Regions from separate parts of the Macaca mulatta genome. Here region 1 is linked to region 2. The links are chromatin contacts, called in public Hi-C maps. All regions are on one chromosome and are shown on one strand. The core of a region is the stretch at or near the end of the contact, and the rest is flanking DNA. Distances in the headings are between cores, read along the strand shown.

The links. Hi-C and Micro-C count contacts between places; a contact is called where the count stands out from the background.
Region 1: a contact with region 2 is called in a Hi-C map of liver, with 5 times the contacts expected there. The contact joins the promoter of LYPLAL1 here to the promoter of TGFB2 in region 2. A contact is called at or near these places in 4 of 14 Hi-C or Micro-C datasets (fetal cortex germinal zone, fetal cortical plate, fibroblasts and 1 more).

What each region holds. Positions count from the first base shown.
Region 1 is chr1:76,930,756-76,937,071 of T2T-MMU8v2.0, reverse strand. It overlaps LYPLAL1 (lysophospholipase like 1), which reads right to left and starts at 1,258. Exons shown (of 5, transcript NM_001266865.1): 1 at 1,161-1,258. The coding sequence starts at 1,251.
Region 2 is chr1:76,071,900-76,077,855 of T2T-MMU8v2.0, reverse strand. It overlaps TGFB2 (transforming growth factor beta 2), which reads right to left and starts at 4,575. Exons shown (of 7, transcript NM_001266518.1): 1 at 4,123-4,575. The coding sequence starts at 4,468.

The DNA of each region.
Region 1 (6,316 bases), core at 9-2,508, 860 kb before region 2:
AAGCTGCTGAACCTGTCTGGCCTCATTTTCAAAATAAAGAGAATACGTCCCACAATTGCCCTTTTCCAGGTCTCTGCCCAGTACCTTTCCAATTCCCTTCCAATCACAGTCCCTTTTAAGCCTATCCGTCTCGGCTCAAAGACCACTTTCTTCGAAAAGTCTGACAAGCTTTTCATCTTCCAAATGCCTTAATAATGCCTAACCACATTTTTTTCTCTTACAATTCACTTGGCAGGAAACCACGCACCGTCTTGTGATCTTCCATGCACTGCTGACTCAAACTAATTGGATTGTTTTTGTTTTTAACTTTAGGTAGGCCCCCTGAGGACACCGGCTGCATCTCATTTCTTTAAAAAACATTTCCTGAGAGCTTACCCTGGGCCAAGCACTGGGGGTGCAAAGATTGACACAAGGGCCCTTACTCTCACAATCCAGTGAAGATTGACAAAAGTGATTACAGATGAATGTTAAGAAACGATACAGCATTAAGTACACGTTACTAAGGGTAAGCAGTGGAAGATAACCTGCCCCTGGGGCTCCTGCCCCTGTAGTCTATCTTGGAAGTTTAATGACACAGGCGGGAAAGGGGAAGGAAGGAGAGAGAAGCAGGAAAAAGGAAAGGGAGAGAAAACACTCCAACCATGGCACAGTGGGTTACAGAAAAGAGATACTCTGTAAACAGTATCTAAGATTAACTGTGAATCTCAATTGTCTAGTATGGGAGCCTGGAGAAAGCAATGGGCAATTACGACTGAAAAATTTCTAGTAGCTGATCATGAAAAACACTAAATAATTTCCCTCTAGCAGAAGACTTACCTTACTAACTCGCTCTGTTTAAACCTGGGGCGAGGAATGGGGAGGTGGTAAAGGTTGCACTGGAGAGAATGTTGTGTGGATGGAGAGCCGGCTGAGCGGCGGGACACAAGGCCCCAAAGCGAGGGTGGTGGGCCAGTGACCGCCCGATAGAAAGAGGAAGATTAAGGAGAGCTGCTGGGGGCAGGTGGCGCTGCCCGTGCATCCACAGTAGGGGCTGGCGACGGGGGAGCCACCCACTGGGCCCTATTTGGGCCCGGCGACACCTCCACTTGGGCAATACTGGGGTAACCGAGGGGAAGTTGTTTCCCGAGCTGTAGAAAACCAGGACGTAAAATTGAATCCACCTGAGCCATGTAGGAAGATCAGAGAGGCGCTATGCCTCCCAGTCGGCGACACGATACAGCGCTGCAGAACTGACCCCGACGCAGCCGCCATAGCTGATACCACTGCCAGTCATGCGGCTCCGCCCCAGCGTTGCAGCGCGGGACCGCGCACGCAAATACGCAGGCACGGGCGGGGGCACGCCCGAGAGTGCGCATGCGCACTGCGGCTGGCCAGCTCTCCGAGGAGCTTTCGATACTTTGGGGTCAAGTTTGAGGCAGTTGTAAGTGTACTAAGTTTAGTTTTGCTAATAATGGTATTCTACGTGTGTCAGCCTCGTATGGACTTCTGTAATGACTAATGGATATGTTTATGCCCTGAGCATTTGCTCTAGGACTTTTAAATGAAATCCCCAAACTCAAGATTACCTTATTTGGAGAAATTATTAGTGTTATTATGTTTAAAATGTAATAGATAGAGCGATATTTTACCTTTCACTTTGGGACTCGCACAGGATGTTTGCAGCTTTTGATACACACGGTAAGGGAAGTGTATAATAATAACTTCGTGTGTCTTATTTTTAATAAATAGTTTACAAAGCAAATCTGATGAGATTCTACCTTATATACCCATTAGAATGGCTCTGTTTTTTTGATTTAAAAAAACAGAAAATAAGTATTGGTGAAGATGTGTAGAAATTAGAAACCTTGTGCATAGCTGATGGGAATGTAAAATGATGTTGCAGCAATAGAAATAATTTGGTGGTTCCTCAACAAGTTAAACATTGACTTAACATATGATCCAGCAGTTGCACTCCTAGGTTTATGCCCAAAAGAGATGAAAGCAGGAACTCAAACAAATACTTGTACTTCAGTGTTCTATAGCAGCATTATTCACAAGTACCAAAAGGTGGAAACAACTCAAATGTTCATCTACAGATGGAGAGATAAAGAAAATGTGCTATGTACATATTGGAATGGAATATTATTCACCCTGTAAAAGGAATGCGATTCGGATACATGCCACAACATGGATGAACCTTGAAAACATTATACCAAGTGAAATAAGCCAGACACAAAAGGACAAATAATTGTATGATTCCACTTACATGAGATATCTACAATTGGCAAATGCATAGAGACAGAAAGTAGAGTAGAAATTACCAGGGGCTAAGGGAAGAAGGGGGTTGGGAGGTTGTTGTTTAATGAGTACAGAGTTTCTGCTTAGGTAGTGAAACATTTTTAGAAATGGACAGTGATGATGGTTGTACAACATTGTTAATAAGTGCCAGTGAACTGTACACTTAGTAAATTTTATATGTATTTTACCACAATTTAAAAAATACTAAAAAATGGAATTATTTCCTCTATGAAAGCCAAAACATAGATATCTTTTAATACTGAAGGCAGTGGTCCCAGCAGGTTGCTCTTTCCTCATGTAAAATTCAACAAAATAATCCAGTAGAAGCTTAAGTGCCATTAAACACTGGCATTCCATTCATTGTAGTCTGCATCATGTTTAAGCAACTACGACTTATCTTTTATTTGTTCCAGGTAATGTAATCACCCTACTTCCAGGTAACTAAACTGTTTACTATCAAACGTCAGTTGCCAAAATCAGCTCTAAGCTATCATAGTGTTGTATTAATACCAGTGCCATCAACCAGAATGGTCCTACATGCCATTAGTTAACCAGATCGAAAAGAAATTCTGAGTCATTTCTCCAAAGCCTGTAGATCTGCAGCTGAGAGTTGTATAAGTGAAATCCCTAAGGAGGACAAATGAGGGTAGGCTGAGCTCTGATAGTCAATTCTTAAAAAATGCCTCTGTCTTTTGACCTGCCTTCCCCATGTAAGTTCTAGATAACCTTCCCTAGCCAGGTGAGAAGAGGGCAGTGTTACTAGGAAAGACCACTTGGAGATATGCCAGGGAAGGCTTTGAGTTCTACTCTTAGAACTCCATTTACTACCAGAAAATCTTACTGTACACCACCCCATGCTTTTGAGACAGCAAAAAATCAGAATATAATTATTTAAGAGTAATGATTAATAATAATAATAAGCAACTAATATTCATGGGATTCAGTAGGTGCCAAAAACTGTCATAAATTAATTCCAATAAAACTCAGTACTATCACTATCTGCTTTTGTCGACGAGGCTCAAAGAGGTAAGAAACCTGGCTCAAAGTCATAGTGCCAGTCAATTGTAGAACCTGGATTCACATGCTGGACTTGCCTCCAGAGCATAGGTTCTTAACTATTACCCACATTTACACAGGAGTGCACAGAAATAAAGCAAGGGCATGTCCCAACTCTTATTTCAAAAACAAAAGTCTGGAATTTGTACTGTGGGCCTTTAGAATCTCTATTAGGTGTTCCTGTTTTTCTTTAGTTTTCCCCAAATCTCCTGCTATTAGTTCCTGATTTGTTCTTCCAACTATTCTACCAGTTTAAACAGGTAGATATCAGAAGCAACCTTCTGTATTCTGAATTTCACTGAGAACTCCAGCCTTCCCAGATTCATTATTAGAATGAGCCAGATTCTTCCAAACTTAACTCAAGTGCTATTTTATTTCAAGTGATTCAAATGCTTAGCTATTGTTGCTATTCCTTTCATCTTTATTTGTGTATAGGACAAGCAAAGGTTTTAGATTACTATATTTAGAGATCCCATCTGGTAGGCAAACTGTTGAACAAAAATGTTTTGTTCCTTTCATGTTACTATACTACTTTGAAATGTAATTAAGTTTCAGGATGACTATTCGCTTCTTTTATGGTGGATCTTTTGCCCTATTGAAGGTGGGGGTATATTGTCACTGGAAGATTCCTATTCATGCATTCTTTTACTCTTTGTATAGCTCCTAATTATTTTCTGTTGCTACTCATTTGCTTTCTGCCAACCTATATGCCCCTCCTTTTGGTAATTTCAGTTCTAAACTTAAAAAAGCAACTAGGCTGGGGCGCAGTGGCTCACGCCTGTAATCCCAACACTTTGGGAGGCCGAGGCGGGCAGATCACGAGGTCAGGAGATCGAGACCATCCTGGCTAACATGGTGAAACCCTGTCTCCACTAAAAAAATACAAAAAAATGAGCCGGGCATGGTGGCAGGTGCCTGTAGTCCCAGCTACTCGGGAGGCTGAGGCAGGAGAATGGTGTGAACCCAGGAAGCGGAGCTTGCAGTGAGCCAAGATCACGCCACTGCACTCTAGCCTGGGTGACAGAGCAATACTCTTGTCTCAAAAGAAAAAAAAAAAGCAAGAAAAAGAAAAAATCTCCTATTTTGCAGGGTTTCAATATCTATTAGGATCTAACGATATAAATGGCAAAGTCGCAGTTTAGTTTACTGTTCGTCAGTGTTTTGAGAAATGCTTTAGGCCACACTTGGTTTTCAAAACAGAAAAACAATTGAAAGTTCAGCCGTTAAGATTGGTATATTTTGCCTGGGTGCAGTGACTCACTGTAATCCCAGCACTTTGGGAGGCCAAGGCAGGCGGTTCACTTCAGGCCAGGAGTTTGAGACCAGCCTGGCCAACATGGCGAAAACCCATCTATACTAAAAATACAAAAAAAAGTAGCCAGACCTTGTGGCGCATGCCTGTAATCCCAGCTACTCGGGCGGCTGAGACACAAAAATTGATTGAACCCTGAGGCAGAGGTTGCAGTGAGCCAAGATTTCACCACTGAACTCCAGCCTGGGTGACAGAGCGAGACTCTGTCTCAAAAAAGAACAAAAACAACGAACAAGATTAGTATACTTGGGGTTTTCAAATGATAACAGTTAAATGAAGTTGCATTAGTCATGCAGACAGTATACAGTTACCCATTTGTTGTTTGACTCATTCTTAAGCATCAAGCCATATCCTCTCTATTGGTTAGTTTTCATCTGTTGCATCATTCAGAGACAGAGAGAGAAACACATATATATAAACAATACATACACATTGCACAAAATGCTTCAGCTTTAGGTAATTTAACATTTTTTCATAGATTAACAAAACGATTTCTTTTATACATTCCCCCTGTCCATTCATGAAAGAAAAACTAGAAAAAAACTTAAAGGTCTTGAATTCTTACAAAACAGCAAAACTATACTTTTAAAAAATGAGATTATAAATTTTAGTATAACCATTGCTTCAGTTCTGAGGGCCTTAATCTTTTTCAGTCCAGTCTTTCTAGATACAGATGTGGGTCGTTCCTCTACTTCACCTTACTACTAGATGTGCGTGGTCTCATTCTGTTTTTAGAGCAGATGGGTCACCTGGGGCATTGTGAGATGGACTGAGATGGCATTGGCATTAGGGGTAGGGGAATACATGAGCTCCTCAAACACAGACCAAATGCAGCCTTGGAGAATGGATAATGATTACTCTGCTGGATTATTAACAGTCAGCGTGATACACACCAAAGCAGTGTGTAGGCCCTAGAGGAGGACAGTGAACTTTCCTCCCTTGGGTTCAGGCTACAGGATCGGTGTTTATGCTTGGACACCAGAACAATGTTCTTTGTGTTGCCATTTGTCTCCTCTTTTCTGGAAAATGGGTCTTCTTCCATTTGAGCACCTCTCATGACCAGTTCTCAAATTCTTAAGTTACCCTCTGGAAACACTTCTTAATTCAACTTCCACTCAGTGCTTATATGAGTCTCAGGAATCCCTCCTGCAATCTTCATATTTGTCTCTGTACTCTAGAACCTATTAATTTTTTCTTCTGTAACGAATTTTGAGACTTTTAAAATCCAAGGCAAGAATCAACAGCAACTCCTAATCAGGTTTTGGGCCCTTGAGGGCAGGGAAGTTCAAATCCTCCCATGAGATGAGGGGAAGTCGTTGCATTGCATACATCTATTACAAAGAAAAGAAATAAAAGCCGAAAGAGTAATTTCCCTATGAAAACAGTCTGAATATCTACTGTATATTGCTACATTCTTTTAACAGAAGATAAGATAGGTAGTTATAAAAAATATTGAAGTAATGAAATGATAGGAGTTCCTGTTCCAGCTTTGGGGATGACAAGCTATGTAACATTAGACAGGCCATTTAGTCTCATTGGACATGTTTCTCCAATTGTGAAATAAGGGAGCAGGACTTGATGGAGAAGCCCCAGGTTCTATGATTCTGAGATCCTGAAAGAATTTAAATATGTGACATGTGCCACTCATTTATGACCATACCTCTGATATTT
Region 2 (5,956 bases), core at 3,326-5,825:
CCAGCAACTTGTATATAGAAAGACATATTCATGAATTGAATGCTAAGTCACATTCCCCAAAACCATAGTGTCATTGGTATTCATTCTACATTCCACAATTTAACTTGGAAAATTACAGAGGAAATAGAAAAGGAGATTGCTTCATGTTAAATGTTTAACATTCATGTGAAACAACTACAAAGGAAATCTCATTGCGATTTTTCAGGCTGTATATTTTCATTGTACCTACTTCAAAATGGTAGAATAAATCGAGATGATTATTTACTTTCTTCCGTTGCCTAGCTTGGAGATTCCACTCTTTATTAACACAAACTGCTTATTTCCCTTGCAAGGAGAATCCATGATAATACCTCACTTCTTTTTTCTCTGTTCTAACATCACACTGCTGCTGACTGAAGCTAGTAATGGATAGCTCAACACCATCATTTAAGCTAAATAAATGGGAAGTTTTGATGTCTCTAATTTAAGACCACAAAAAATAAAGTACATACCATATACAATGGTCTAATCCACACTCCATTTAATTAAGATAAGTGTCTGACTATCCTCCTATTCAGTATTCTCATTTGAATATCCTTTGATCATAAAGATATTTTATTTTTGTTATTATTTTCTAAATGGTACTGTTAACAGAATTCAGTAACCCCAAACAAATACCAGGGCTCCTCAACAGGGGCATTACTGACATGGTGGCCAGGATAATTCTTTGGTGTTGGGAGGGGGCATTGCCCTGTGCATTATAGGATGGTTAGAAACATCCCTGGCTGACCCACTAAATACCAGTAGCACCCCTCCACCTCCAGTCATGACAACCCAAAGTGTCTCCGGACATTGCCAAATGTTCCAGTGGGAGTAGAGGTGGGGGGATGGCGGCAGTACGAAATCACCAGGGTTAGAACCACAACATGTGCTGACTGGTTACAGTGAAAAGGGGAGAGAAAAGAAAGACAATGAAACTTTGTGTCTCTTCCTCTTTTTGATTGTCCAACTCTCTACAGATTTTTACATGTCAATTATTTGAATTCTTCCTGTGTATAACTGAATCACCGTTTCTAAGTTTCTAAAACCTTGTGCAGCATCTTTCGAATAGATGTGCCTCGAACTTCAAATGGATTGTTAAACTACTAGAGGTCCACTAATTCCCAGTGGGCAAACTATCGGTAAACCTTAGCATAACTCCACTTTGAGTCTTAAACTAACAGCACGTGAAAAGATCAATACGAATAAATTCAAAACTAATCAGACTCCTTCTTTAAATGTTGACACAGTATTATTTATAGCCCATAAATACATTCTTGACTAAAATTCATCCTAGGAGATTGGCACCTGGCCAGTTCTATTCATATTTACTGTATTTATATAGTACACTTGGCCAAGGATAATATTTAAGACAAAATATGCCTGAGGGCATATACAATATCTCTTATATTTTTACTTTTAAATCTCCACATTGCTAAAAATATGTAGTCTGAACTTTATAAAATGTCCCACAAAGGGCTATCAGCAATCTGTAATGATATATAGCTCATTGAGTATAATTAGAGCATATTTGTAATACTTGAGCTGAAGTCACTCCCTGAACGCTAATAAGTTGGTGGTAAAAAATGAACCAGTGATCTTTCCCATGCCTTCATCTCTGGGGCTTATGACCCTCGCCAGATTCACTGCAAGGAATGGCAGGCACACTCCCTCCCCACAGCCACTTCAGTGACAGCTGAGTTAAAAGTTAGGCAGAAAAGTCCTAAAGAGGGAAAGCTAGTATATAAGCCAATACTGTACTTTCAATTTGCTTTTTAAAAATACGTTTTTTTCTTTTTTCTTTTTTGGAAAGGTTTGCTATATTCCAGTATAACTAGAAAGTGCTGGAAAATCAGTTAACCTATTTTCTATAAAATTATCCAGTCCTTGCACAGTAGTATCGAACCTGCTATTAATATGGCTTTCTGCTCCTAAACTTCCACACAGAATACAGACTTTTTAAAGCCTGTTTTCTTTGTATGAAAACTGGCAGCATATTTTATTTATCCTGGATGTATCGGAGGTTTTCATTTATTTGGTGGCTGGGGTGAAATGGAGAGGAGAATCCACACATTGATGTTAAATGCCATACTCTGAAATCCTCCTAATAATCTAGAAATTTTTCCAGTTTGTTGATGATCATGACCCCGGGTTAGACCATCTCAGCTCCTCAGACTGAAGTGTGTTTGAGAGAACAAAGAACTAATGCCCTCTTGGGTTACCTGCTCTCTCCACACCTATTCAGTAATGAGATCAGAGCTCCTTTCTGTGTTATAAAAGCACTGGGAGTTTATTAGACCTCTTGCATATAAACATTGAAAGATGAGCTATTCAGGTTCTACATAACATACTCTCCGCTCTGCCCAAATACCAGTAGAACCAATGCATGTGCTAGAGAAAGCAAACTGACTCAACTCCTTGTTTGTCTCAATGGTTCTGGACTAATTAATGAACTTTCTTTACTAATATCTCCTTGGCTCCACCCCAGATAGAAAACTTTACTTCTCAAAGGGGATACCCAGGGGTGGAGTGTATTTATCACCACTGTTATGGATAGCGCCATAATTACAATAATAAAATCATCCTGCTTGCCAGAATTCTCTGCATCTGTTCTGCTATTGAACAAGAACAAGAGAAGCTGCAGCAAAATAAAGGTCACTAGGAAGACTGGGGTTAGATACATGGGCTGACTTCCGAGACCATCAAGTACAAGACATGGCAGGTCACATAGCTAGCACTTGCCAAATTAAAAATAAATATTAAAAAAGAAAAGCACCACCCTGCAATTAGAACCTTTAAGATAAAATTACCAAGATGGCTGTATTATCTATTTAGGCAAGACACAGAGACTTTGCAAAGGCAGCCAGCAAGTATATAGGGCATGGAAAGGGGAGGAGAGAAATGAGCAACCAATGAAAAGTTTATGACTTGCGATTTGGAATACACAAATGTTGAAGAGGTTCCCCCCACCCCCCACCGCCCCTACTTTGCTTTTTCTTCTTCCTGGTATTTAACCCTCTCAGGTATCAGTGAATGATGCTGCCTCTTTTCTTTTCTTTCTTCTCTCTCTCTCTCTCTTTTTCACTCTGAAATAATTCTACACTGTCTCTTCCTTTCCTCTACAATAAATCATTTCACTCCTATTGCTACCGTATGCCAGCTGGTTTTGAGGACACTGTTCTCAGAGAAGCCAGTTTGCAAAAAAAAAAAAAACGGCTATCATCTACTCTGAGTTTTAGGAATGCATTGAAGTAAGTGCAGGAAGCCTACGAAAAGGCAAGAGCAGGATAAGAGACCCGTAAGAAAAAAGATCTGCTACACTGGAGATCTGAAGAAGGCAGGTTTGAGTGTATTCTGAAAAATAACGTGAACTAAAACCTTTTAAAACAGTCAGAAACGGAGTTGTCCTTTCTACACTCCAGGTGAAGCGAAAAGGGAACGTGGTTATAGGATTTTGCCTTTGGGTAATGAAACACCTAGTGATAGCAAACGACACATCAAGGACTGAGGGTTTCCAGGTAGGTTTCTCGAGGGGTCTCCAAACCGAGTTTTGTCTCGGCGATGCTGACATTTTTAGGGGAGTTAGAGACAATAGAGAAGACTTGGGGAACCAGTTGATAGGTCAGCACGGAAAGGGGGCGCTTTCCGGAGAGGCTAGCTTTGAGACACTTTTTTTTTTTTAACCCTTCGTGCACCAGTTCGGCGCGGTCCACGCCAATCGGAGCAAAGAAAACAAACCTACCAAGATTCCCCAGTTTAACTCTGCCCCTGGGAGCACCTCAGTTTGACAGAGTGGGGCTGACTCCTAGCTGGTGGCGGACTAAAGAACTTCAGTGAAGAGAAAAAGAGAATAACGCCTTTTAAAGCGCTGAATTGTTAGGGGGAAGGGAAAGATGGAGAAAATAAAGTACAAAGTAAACATTTTAAAGCCTAGTGGCCTCAGGCATACAACTGGAAAGGAGGTGGATGGGGCGAAGGACAGGAGAACGGGAAAAAAGCGAACGGGAACCGCGAGAGGGAAGGGCGATTCCGGGAGCTGCTGCGTTTTTGAGAGCTCCGGGCAGCGCTAAACCTCGGGGGATGGAAGTCAAAATGAGTACTTACTTTCGGAGGGGAAGAAGGGCGGCATGTCTATTTTGTAAACCTCCTTGGCGTAGTACTCCTCGTCGCTCCTCTCGCGCTCGCAGGCGGCCGCTCTCCGGCTCGCCTTCTCCTGGAGCAAGTCCCTGGTGCTGTTGTAGATGGAAATCACCTCCGGGGGGACTTCCTCGGGCTCAGGATAGTCTTCTGGGGGACTGGTGAGCTTCAGCTTGCTCAGGATCTGCCCGCGGATCGCCTCGATCCTCTTGCGCATGAACTGGTCCATATCGAGTGTGCTGCAGGTAGACAGGCTGAGCGCGACCGTGACCAGATGCAGGATCAGAAAAGCGCTCAGCACACAGTAGTGCATTTTTTAAAAAGGTGGAAAAAAAAAGTTGTTTTTAAAAGTCAGAAGAAAAAAAAATCAACAATTCTCAAAGTATAGATCAAGGAGAGTTGGGTTTTTTTTGTTTGTTTGTTTGTTTTGTTTTGTTTTTGATGCGACACTTTTGCAAGCAATCTAATCAATGCCCAATAGAAAAACGTATCTTGCTTGAATTCCTTAAAAAAAAAAAAAAAAAAAAAAAAAAAAAAAAAAAAAAAGGCTAGTAGTTCCAAAAGTGGAAATACTAATACGGGACGGGCAGAGGGAACCCTGACTTTGGAGAGTAAGAAAAAAAAAAATTCTTGGAGCAACGAGATGGGGAAAAAAAAAAGAGACGAGTGGCTATTAAGTAGAAATAAATTTAAGAGGAGGAAATGGAGTTCAGTGTGTCAGTCTCGGGTGCGGAGTGGCGGATCTGAACTCTGCTCCTCCGGCCAAAAGGGAAGAGATGAAAAAAGGTCCCGGGGCTGGCAGCTGGCGAACTGACGGGAGGGGCGCCGGGAGCGCGGTGAGGGGGGCCGCAGAGGCTGACCTGGGCTGAAATTTATATATTTAAAGAAGGAGCGGTTCGGCCCTGCCTTCCACTGCGGCGCTGAGAGCAGGAGCAGCAGCAGCTCCGGAGCAGAGAAGCGCACACGTGTGTGCGTGTGTGTGTGTGTGTGCGCGCGTGTGCGCGCGCTGGGGGCGAGCCCGGCGCGCCGCGGGGAGGAGGGTGCGCTTCGCACGGCGCTCGGGACTCGGTCGGGTGCCGCAGGGGCCGCAGAGGCTGCAGAGGCGGCGCGGATCCTGCTCCGGGAGCTGCGCGCCGTGGCCTACACCCGGGCGGGCGCGCGCTGACCCGCTTGGTTACTCCACGTTGCTGCCGCCGCCGCTTGCAAACGCTTCCAGCCTCCAGCTCCCTCCTTCTCCTGCTCCTCCTTCTCTTGCTCCAAACGCCAACCCAGCCACAGACGATCGGCCGTCGCGGTTCCGTTCACCCCCTGCGGATCACAATGGCAGCCCTTGCGACACCCTGGCTGGGGAGTTTTATTCCTGAGGGGGTTGCGCAGGGGCTCCCTTGGACTTCCACCCTTTCCCAACCTCTCCTGCCTTCTCCCCAACGTGGAATTGCTCGCTTAGGGTAGGTAGGCACTTGCCACCCTAAAATAGACCCTCTCTGCCTCCTCCTGTCTGCAGCCGAGCAGCCCCCTCAGTTTGTTCCTGGATGACTCCCTAGACCGTTAGGCTGATATTCTCCATCCACCTCCCCTGCCTCTTTCACTTGCGCTCTCGCTCTGCTGTCTTTCTCTTTCTATCTCTATCTGTCTCTCTCTTGTCAGGAGCTTCTGGAGCTCCGCTCGGAGCGAACCTTCTGCTGCCAGCAGATAACATCACGATCTTGCCGGAGAGGAGAGATTTATAAGTTCTCTCTGAACCACGTGTCTGCCTTCAACAAAGTGACGTGCTAGGATTACAGTCAGAAGTCCTCTCGTT